3 separate regions of the Mus musculus genome follow, and all the other regions are linked to region 2. The links are chromatin contacts, called in public HiChIP or PLAC-seq maps. All regions are on one chromosome and are shown on one strand. The core of a region is the stretch at or near the end of the contact, and the rest is flanking DNA. Distances in the headings are between cores, read along the strand shown. Region 1 has its middle 11 kb from the start of Gm46770. Region 2 holds the start of Cd93 (CD93 antigen). Region 3 has its middle 17 kb from the start of Nxt1.

Evidence for each region. HiChIP or PLAC-seq counts read pairs in DNA pulled down with a chosen protein or histone mark.
Region 1: an H3K4me3 HiChIP or PLAC-seq map of bone marrow-derived macrophages shows a contact between it and region 2, with 2.9 times the contacts expected there. The contact joins the enhancer-like site here to the promoter of Cd93 in region 2. A contact is called at or near these places in 2 of 39 promoter capture datasets (embryonic stem cells and macrophages), 1 of 15 datasets of contacts at CTCF or cohesin (large pre-B cells), 10 of 484 Hi-C or Micro-C datasets (LSK cells, bone marrow-derived DN2 thymocytes, bone marrow-derived macrophages and 6 more), 8 of 115 datasets of contacts at active chromatin or transcription factors (the 230-238 cell line, the HPC-7 cell line, bone marrow-derived macrophages and 4 more) and 4 of 9 other capture datasets (adipose tissue, bone marrow-derived macrophages, liver and 1 more).
Region 3: a contact with region 2 is called in an H3K27ac HiChIP or PLAC-seq map of heart atrium, with 4 times the contacts expected there. The contact joins the enhancer-like site here to the promoter of Cd93 in region 2. A contact is called at or near these places in 9 of 39 promoter capture datasets (the 3T3-L1 cell line, the C10 cell line, cranial neural crest and 6 more), 4 of 115 datasets of contacts at active chromatin or transcription factors (bone marrow-derived macrophages, cardiomyocytes, heart atrium and 1 more) and 2 of 9 other capture datasets (adipose tissue and liver).

Annotation. Positions count from the first base shown.
Region 1 is chr2:148,571,340-148,574,340 of GRCm38.p6, forward strand. No RefSeq gene overlaps it. Among named protein-coding and RNA genes, the nearest start is that of Gm46770, 11 kb to the left of the region's middle. Within about 2 kb of position 1,647, at least 26 of the 459 cell types and tissues checked have an H3K27ac peak or open chromatin away from gene starts, as enhancers often do. A contact at or near this core is called in bone marrow-derived macrophages, macrophages and pro-B cells, where this site is marked.
Region 2 is chr2:148,441,888-148,445,032 of GRCm38.p6, forward strand. It overlaps Cd93 (CD93 antigen), which reads right to left and starts at 1,648. Exons shown (of 2, transcript NM_010740.3): 1 at 1-1,648. The coding sequence starts at 1,537.
Region 3 is chr2:148,653,820-148,657,077 of GRCm38.p6, forward strand. No RefSeq gene overlaps it. Among named protein-coding and RNA genes, the nearest start is that of Nxt1, 17 kb to the right of the region's middle. Within about 2 kb of position 1,337, at least 5 of the 459 cell types and tissues checked have an H3K27ac peak or open chromatin away from gene starts, as enhancers often do. A contact at or near this core is called in heart atrium, where this site is marked.

The DNA.
Region 1 (3,001 bases), core at 397-2,896, 130 kb after region 2:
CTGGTTGGAAGCCTGAGGAGAAGGCCCTGGAGGGGCTTTCCACTTGTATGGAGACAACTCTCACCATGTTCATCTTCCTAATAACCAGGCCTGAAATACAAACATGTATGCAGGCGTGGGCCAGTTCCCCGAAGAAACAGCCCTCTCCACATTAGCCTTTACTCCTTCTCCCCTCTGGTCCTTTTCTACTTCCAGTGCAGTAATATTAAGACATACTATGAAGAGTAGAGTTGCTTCCTGTTGACAATACATGCATATATTTAGATTCTAACATTATAATAAATCTTATCTGGTTTTATATACTCCAAATATTACCATTCTTAGATACAAATTGCTGAGATATTTTAATATTCTTATGTTTTGTACAAAGTCTTCAAAATCCAGTGTGTTCCAATGCCTTAGTACTCACTAATAGCACTTGACAAGCTTAATAGCCACCCACATATGGCAGTTGGCCACTAGACTGGCCAGCATACTTCAGATAACAGAAAAACCCCAAAAAGTTTTTATAAAACAACTGTACATGGTTAATGAGAGAAGAAACAATAACAAATCACTGCCTATGAATACAGATACAAACAACCTAAGCAAAAATATTTTCCAATTGACGTCATGCCACATATAAGAACCTAAGAAACTGGGCTAGAGAAATAGCTCAGTGGTTAAAAGAACTGATTGCTCTTTCAGAGAACCCAACTTTGATTTCCAGCAACCACATGTCAGCTCCCAACCATCTGTAAATCTAATTTTAAAGCAAACTGTGGGTCATGACCGCTTTGTGTATGTGTGTGTGTGTGGGGGGGGGGGGGTGTCAAAGGACCTTTTTACAAGAGTCATATATCAGATATCCTGCATATCATATATTTATATCACAAGCCATAACAATAGCAAAATTACAGTTATGAAGTAGCAGCAAAATAGTTTTATGGCTGGGGATTCACCACAACATAAGGAAATGTATTAAAGGCTATAGCATTAGGAAGGTGAAGACCACTGTTCCAGAGGATCTGACACCCTCTGCTGGCTGCCGAGAGCATTGCTAAAATGTGCTGGACACACATAATTATGGACACAGCTATAGAGATAATAAATACATAAATAAATCTAAGAGAGATTACCTAACACCCTAACCTTCTCCTGTAAGTTCCACAACATTTTATAAAATCTGCTAATACTTTGAAAGTCAAGAAACAGATAATTAAAGTACCAACTTGTATTTCTAAATCAATATGGCAGGTAGTGTAGTTTGGTGGTATAGCATATGCACAAGGCACTGGGTTAACCATCACCAAATGAATAAATGAAACTCTAAGTCATTAAGGGAAAACCACCCATAACTGTTTTTGTTTGGTATATGAAAATATGAATCCTGAGAAACAGTGAAAGCTGCTTCCATATAACTATTAGTGGAAATGTCACAGGTAACAAATGTGACTAGAATGCATTAACAAAGTGACACGTCCACCCAGGAGGCTCCATTTTGAGACAGAAAGTGGGTCACCTAGGGAAATTAACTCTTTCACCTGAGCTTCTGTGAAACTGACCTCCATGGACTTTCCTGCTTCTCTGCCAGGAAGTCAAACCCAAGAGGAGCTTTACAAACAGGAACTACAAAAGACACGGTCAACAATACGCTCCCCAGAGTCAGCTGCATCTGACTCTATGAGGATGGAAAGCCTGTTCTACGTGTTGTGACCTTATAGTGGGCTGTCCCACTTCTAAGGGGTCCCTGGGCCTACAGGTCTTATAGACTCAGATCAATCTCTGGAAGGCTTTGAGCCACCAGCAGCCCTACAAAGGAAGTATGGAGTAGATCCTGAAAGAGGCTTTGGGGAGGAGCTCTATCAGTAACTCCTGTGTCCAAGGAGCAAAGATATTTCATGCTAACATCTCATTTATTAAATATGTAAAAAAATTGAAGCCTCAATTTCCTCATAAATATTAAATTTGACTTACAAATTATTGTTTGTACATTTTGGAAAATACATGCAAATCTAAGTAGACTTTCGTTTCCTCTTTGCTCAGCACTTGGGCAGTTTCATGTAAACTGATTAAAACAGTCTATATTAGTTTATTACTTCCAATGATTCCTTTGAAGCATGCTACCCACTAGTCCTTCCTTATCCACAGAGGACACAGTCCACAGCCCTCAGCTGATGCCAAAGACTAGGGGTTGTGCCAAATGCTAGATCTGATATGTTTTGCTATACAGACACATCTGTGATGAAGTTTAATTTATAATTTAGGCAGAGAAAGAGATTGACAACAATAGCTAATGGCAAAGAAAACAATTATAACCATGTTATGCTGGGACACGGTTGTGTCCTTCTTATCTAGATCAGACCAACATGATCACAAGAGGCCTTAACAGTGACAGAGGGGACAAAAGGGTAGGGGCAATGGCTCTGCCTTTGAAGAGATGAGGGTGCCCAGACTTGGAACTCGAGGCAGATTGCTCAGTTGCTCCTAGAACTTGCAGAGCAGAGAAGTCCTGCAGAGAAGTCCCTGGACTTAGCACGGTATGAGCAGCGTTGGGTTTGGACTTAGCACGGTATGAGCAGCGTTGGGTTTCTGAATGCTGCCTGTGAGTCAGGTCACATCAGTTAGACGCTAATGTGTTAAGCCACTGTGTTTGTGGTCATTTGTAACCTCAGAAATGAAAAATCAATAGGGCCCTCCAATGGGCCTTTTAAATCTAATAGGTCAAACTTAGAACTATAGAAAACCTATGCTGTCTAAAGCCCTGAAGTGCTGATGTATAAGCCTCATAACACATTCCTCTGTGGCTAAAACCAATGTTGTATTTGAAATTTAATACACAGCGAGATGTGTTGAGAAGGTCACATTCTGCTTCTCTCTATAAGACTGAAGAGTGGATGCATAGATCATCCTGACAGAAATGAAATGCTGTATAGAGTTCATTACCCTTTAATCCCTGGCCTGGCCATATGAGATGCCTATGTCCGCACACTCAGGTACTGGTGACCCTGTTACCCACTTT
Region 2 (3,145 bases), core at 398-2,897:
TTGTCTGTGCTCTGTTGGAGACATCCTTAGAGCCACTAGGAGAACTGGGCATTTCAGTAGGAGGCATAGTACTCTCCTTTCTGTCATCGTTGTCTTCCTTTTGGGGAGGCCTGGCTGGTAGTTCAGAAAACACAGTGCCCCTGCTACAAAAGACCCCATTGGGAGCCAGCTCCCAGCCTGGCGGGCAGCCACACCTGAAGGAACCATCTGTGTTGAAGCACAGGGAATCACATGGATTGCCCCTTGCGTCCGAACACTCATCTATATCCTCACACTGGGTACTGTCTTCCCCAGACACAATATAGCCCTCTTTACAGGAGCAGTAGAAAGAGCCATCAGTGTTGATGCAGCCTTGGGCACAGGGCGAGTTGGCAGCTGCACACTCATCCACATCTTCACAGGCCTCTTCCTTGGGGCCACTGGGTTGGTAACCAACCCAACATTCACAGTGGAAGCTCCCTAGAGTGTTGACACAATCCTGGGCACAGGGGGAGTCCTGGCACTCATCTATATCCACACAGTGCACTTGGCTAGAGTCCAGCTGGTAGCCGCTGGGACAACGGCAAGTGTAGTTTTCACTGAGTGGTACAGAATGGCACATGCCACCTCCTGTGCATGGGTTTGAGCTGCAGGGGTTCCTGGAGGCACAAGTTACTAGATCATCCAGCAGTCGAAATCCAGGCCGGCAGCCGCAGCGGAAGGAGCCATCGCCACCTTCGAAGCAATCCTGCTGGCAGCCCCCGTTGTTGAAACTGCAACCAAACTTGGGGCTGACACAGAGTGGGCCTGAGCTGCCCCAGTGAAATATTCCTGGAGTCTTTTCATTGCATAGGAAATAGTGGGTTTCACTCTTAGCTTCATCCCCACAAGCTACATTGGCTACAGAGGCAAAAGGCACAGCCTCCAGAGAGGAGGTAGTGGCCTGGAAAGGGGTGGTATAGGTCACCCGCCCTGGACCACCCAGCGCCAGTGGCCTACACATGCCTTTGAAGTTGAACTTGCACAGGAAACCTTCAATGCTGTTACCTGGAGCTTCGGGGGTCCCACAGGGACTCTCATGCCACTTGGGCAGATGGCTGGGGTGAGGTGTCAAGGACAGGTCCAGTATGAGGGACACACAGCGTTTAAAGATACAGGAGCTCTTGCTGGCTTTGTACCAGTTTGAATAAGCTGTGTCCTCTCCACCACCCACCCAGCTGAAGCCCCTCATTGGCAAATCATGGTACGTACAGTTGCCCTTCTCTCGCTGGAGCCCGATCCAGAATTTGCCCATCTTTGCTTCCAAGGGTGCCTTGGTCTTCAGGAGCTGAGTCAGGGCTTGCTGAACATGCCGGGCCTCCTCCTCACTCTTCACGGTGGCAAGATTGCCTCCATTCTCATTGCAGCGATGCTGGGCTTCAGCGGCACTCAGCTTGCCCCAATGGGCTGTATAGCAGGCAGTCCCCTCGCACACCACAGCCTGTGAATCAGCAGCAGCCCCTGCCCAGGGCTGGCCAAGGAGCCCCAGCAGCAGGAACAAACCAGTTGAGATGGCCATTCTTCTGTGTCTCCTTCTGGGAGGGGCTAGACTCCCCTGCGGTGACAGCAGCAGCCGGTGGAACCTGGACCTTGACACCAGGCTGTGCTCTGAAGGGAGCAGAGGCGCACTGCTGCTTTCACACTACCACAGCTCTGGCATTGAGAAGGTTACAAAGACTCGCTTTTCACGTCCTCCTGACCCAGGGCGCATCCTGTGCTCTCCTACTTCTTATTTCTCACCGGATGCTGGGGTTTCCTGCCATGAATAGCCTTCTGACTCCTGTTGCCTTCATCACGGTTTTGTTGTTCAGAGGGCAGTCTCTGGCTCAGAGCTGTGGAAACACAGAGGATCCAAGAGATATGGCTGCTTTATTTTGAGTCCGTTCACTTTCCCATACCACAAAGAGCCCCAGTGGCATGCTGTCCAGTGAGCAGAGACTTTGGGGGGTGGGAGGGTAGAGACTTGAAAAGTATCATCCAAGTAACCCATGATAAAATTCCACTTCAGATTGCAAACCACCAGAAGGGAAAGAAAAATATGTGACGCTTGAGACACAAGGGCATGGAAAGATTATAGTTTTCGGCCTTTTTTAGAAGCAAACTGGATCTGCTTTTTTTTCCTATCTTGTACCCTGTCTCTGTTTTTGGAGTCGTTTTTTTCTTTTATTCTTCCCATCATGAACTTTAAATAGACAGGAAGCTTTTAAATAGGATTTTGGCTGTGGGAATTTCTGGGTTTCCAACAATGTCAATCTCCATGAGAATATATATATTTTTTAAAAAGGTGAAAATAGTTTTCAGGGTTTCCTAGTGCACTATAAATGAAGTGTCAGGGTCCCCAAAAGATCAGAAAGATGGGAAAATGAACCTGGCCTGCCTTGTCATATTCCCTAACCCAAGGCTTAGGCGGAGTTCAAAGGCACAGGAGCACAATCAGAGGCTGCAGCTCAAAATCACGATGTAAGAATCAACACCCGGGCAGGCGTTACAGCTCACAGCACCTGGGCCAAGGCCTGTCTCAATCAAAGCTAGCCACTGGAAGGTGGAAACTACGTTTAACTGCCCCTGTCCCCAACCACCACCATATTCTACTTGACCCCAGCTAGACTCAGAGTCTAACACTTTGGAGAAAGTGTTAGATTAAGAGATAAAGGAAAGTAGTAACAGAATGAGGCCACACAAGTGTGCTAATGAGCCCAGCCTCCTAAGATAGGTTAAAAGCCACTTCACAGAGTCATCCCAGTGGAGGCAGGATCCAGCTGAGGCAGGATTCTGGGCAGATCTTGAGCACTCACTCCTCTATTGCTGGCAGCTGGCTACACTGTTCTCTCACTTGCTTTTGAGGTCACTTTGCAATTTCTAGTCTTGGCCTGCCAGATCATATGCCCCTTCCAGAGGCAGGGCTTGACACGGGCAAATGTCCTGATAGATTTTTTGGGGTGGGGTGGGGGGGTGTTTTGTTTTGTTTTGTTTTCTTTATTAGATGCAATTTCTTCTTCCCAAGATGCCCACGGTTGTGAGTGTGGTCGTGACTTGCAAGAGGAAGCAACCCAAAAGAACATGTGAATTAAGAGATTTGTGTTACCACAGATCTCAATGTTAGTGGGAAGTGGGGAACTATGGCAAC
Region 3 (3,258 bases), core at 87-2,586, 210 kb after region 2:
CACTTTGTCACAGCAACAAGAATTAACTAATAGAGGAAATATTCCCCCCAAAGCCCGTGTGTTAAGGACTTGGCTCCCACATGGTTGTATAATTTGGGGAGGTCCTGGAAATCTTAAAGTGTAAGTTGTTGCTAAGGGAAGCAGGCCATGAAGGGTGTGTTGCTGGGAGTATCTTGTTCTAGTGTATTCCTGCTCATCTCTACTTTCTGCCTGCAATGAAGAGAACCTTGTGTGTCACATCCCAACCATTATGAAATTCTATCCAATAATCTCTAAAACAGTGAGCTGAAACAAATCCCTCTTCCCTGTAAGTTTTCTGTCAGGTAATTGGGGCAATGCTACACCGGTGTAACTAGCACGTGCATGCAATCGCCACAAGCTTTTCTGGTTTTTGTTGTTGTTGTTGTTGTTTTTTGGTTTTTTTTTTTATTAGCAACCTCTAAATTCTAAGTGAGTGTATATTTCAATCATTTGATTTATCAACTCCAGCCATTCATTAGTGACTCTTATTGGGGAAATTGCCAAGAAATTTTTAGCTAGTTTTATTAGCTTGGAGCATAGCTAGCGCACCTTCTTAGGGTATCCTTATGGCTCCCAATAGAGATGGGACTTTCTGCTCCCCTTAGTACCCTCCATAGCTGGAAGTAGGAAGAGAAAACCTAGAATGTTCTATGATAACCTGTTTTGGTTTTGTTTGTTTGTTTGTTTGTTTGTTTGTTTTTCATGGATAGTACCTGGGTCCTCTGTGGAAGTGGTACCTCCTTTGGGCAGCTCACAATCAGTGGCATATGGTTAACAAGAAATGGCTGCCTGGGGTCCTCCAGGGCAGGTTCCTTACCATCCCCTCTGCCTTTTATGTACTACCCACCTGGACCCATGTCTAGTACAAAGTTGTTTATGTATATGCTCCTTTATGGTATATGTGTTCATGTCTGTATGTACAGATGTGGGTGTGAATGCACATATAGTGTGCAAGGCATACATAAATATTAGATGTTTTCTTTAATGGTCTTTTATATTATTTTTATTTTATTTAAGTGCTGGCCAGGTACCTAAAATCCTAACCAAGAAGCATTGTTAGCAAGAACTTCAGAGACAGAAACAACCCAAGATTGGAGCCTTTAAACAGCAGATAAACAAACCCAGAGTTTCTACATTCTAAAAAATAAAGCCACAAGAACAAAGCCCTGTGTACCACCATCCATTCAGACAAGAGAGGTATCCTTAGAAATTTCCGTTTGTCAAATGTTTGAGCTAAGAGAGAAATAGATGCCTTCTAAGAGATAACAGGAACTCAGTGCAGCATCTTAGCCTAGCATTGTGCTTAGAATAGGCGAGAGCACCCTCGTGTGGCAGATACTTTAAATGTCAACTCAGCATCCAAGAGTAGGCCAGCTGCAGGCAGCTTCCAAACAGGGGAAATGGAGGCTCAACCTTTGAGCCTGAATCAACAGTCAAGTAGTGTAAAATTGTTTTATTGGATGATAATGTATGATTTCTGTACTGTGAGTGTTTATACTGTAGTCAGCACAGTGGTCCTACTGTATTATCCTTGATGGCAGGAGTAGCAATTCTAGGAGGTGGTTAGAAATGCAAATTGCTCCTGCTTTAGAAACTGATGCTGAAGGCTAGCCTACAAATGTCAGTATGCCTTTTTATGAATTCTGAAGCTTGTTTATGTATATGCTCATGTATGATATATGTGTTCATGTATGTATGTATGTACAGATGTGGGTGTGAATGCACATATGGTGTGCAAGTGTGCGAAAGGCATATATCAATATTAGATGTTTTCTTTAATGGTCCTTTATATTATTTTTATTTCTTGTGTTTGTATGTGTATATGCAGATATGCTCTGATGTGCACCTGTAACTCCAGCTGTGCAGACTCATCAAGCCTTTTCATCTTGTTTTTTGAGGTGTAGGCTCTCACTGAATCTGGAGCACATCATCAATTTAGCCAAGTTGGCTAGGCATCCTCCTGACTCAGTCCCCAAAGAAACCCTAACCTTAACCCACACCCAATCCTACACATACACACAGCCACCAGCAGAAAACATGACATGACCACAGAAGTGTAAGAAGTACACCTAGTGGGGTCCAGAGACTGAGGCAGGACAGGGTCGTCAGCGCATGAGAACAACATGTGAGAGTCAGTTCTCTCTTTCCACCATATAGATTCCAGGGATTGAACCCTGGTCATCAGGCTAGACAGCAGATGCCTTTAACTAATGAGTCACCATACCCATGCCCTCTGCCAACAGCCAAATGTATACAAGACTAATAGAACAACTTGGAGCTTTGTACTAGGCATGGAGTCCAGGAGAGTAGTACTCACCAGTCAGGGAAGATGAATTGTAGGGTAAAAGACCATGACCAAAGGGGAAAACTCCCTGACTCTAACTTGACCCATAGCCCAAGACCAGAGCCAAGAAACAATCCCACCAATTGTGCTTGCCTCAAAATCAAGCCAAAGAATCACATCAATCCCTGAGCACAAAATCCTATAAGTCCCTAAACCAGAAACTTTACCAATCCCTATGCTTGCTCCAAGATCAGATCACAAAAATTCTACCAATCCTAGGCCACTCTGAAAAGCTGTGCCCCTCCCGCAAGAAACCCTATATAAAGTCTGCCACCCTTCTGGCCTTTTCTCCCCCAATAAATCCCTTGTGTGAGGTTGTTATGCAGTGACTTTGTGGTATTCTTTGGCTCACGATTTATTGCTGGGATCCCTCTCAGAGAAGAGCTGTAACACTTTCACTGGGAAAATCTCCCCCAGCTGGAGCAAAGCTGTAACATTTACATGAATGATGAAAGAACCAGACTTGGTGGCTCCTAGGCACCCACATCTTGTTGGCTGGATGTCCAGTCACTAAGAGTGAGCTGCCTAGGAGATACCACTTTCGCAAAGGAGCCTTAGCTTCTGTCCATGAGAAAGCAGGTTATAGAACATTCTAGGTTTCTTCTGTTTACTTCTAACTGTGGAGGGTAGATTATTTGAGGCAGCAGGAAGTCCCTTAGGTATTGGGGGCCATAAGAATACCCTAACTAGAAGACTTGGCCATGGCCCAACCTTATCTTTGAGATAAGGTCTTGATAAATCTGGAGCTCATCGATTCAAGTAGACTAGTTAGGTAGTGATCTTCATACCTCAGTCTACAAAGCTAGAGTTATATATTTAACTCTATAGCTGTATGCTGCAGCATCTAGCTTTTATGTGGGTTCTGGGTATCCAAACTTGGGTCCATACCTTTG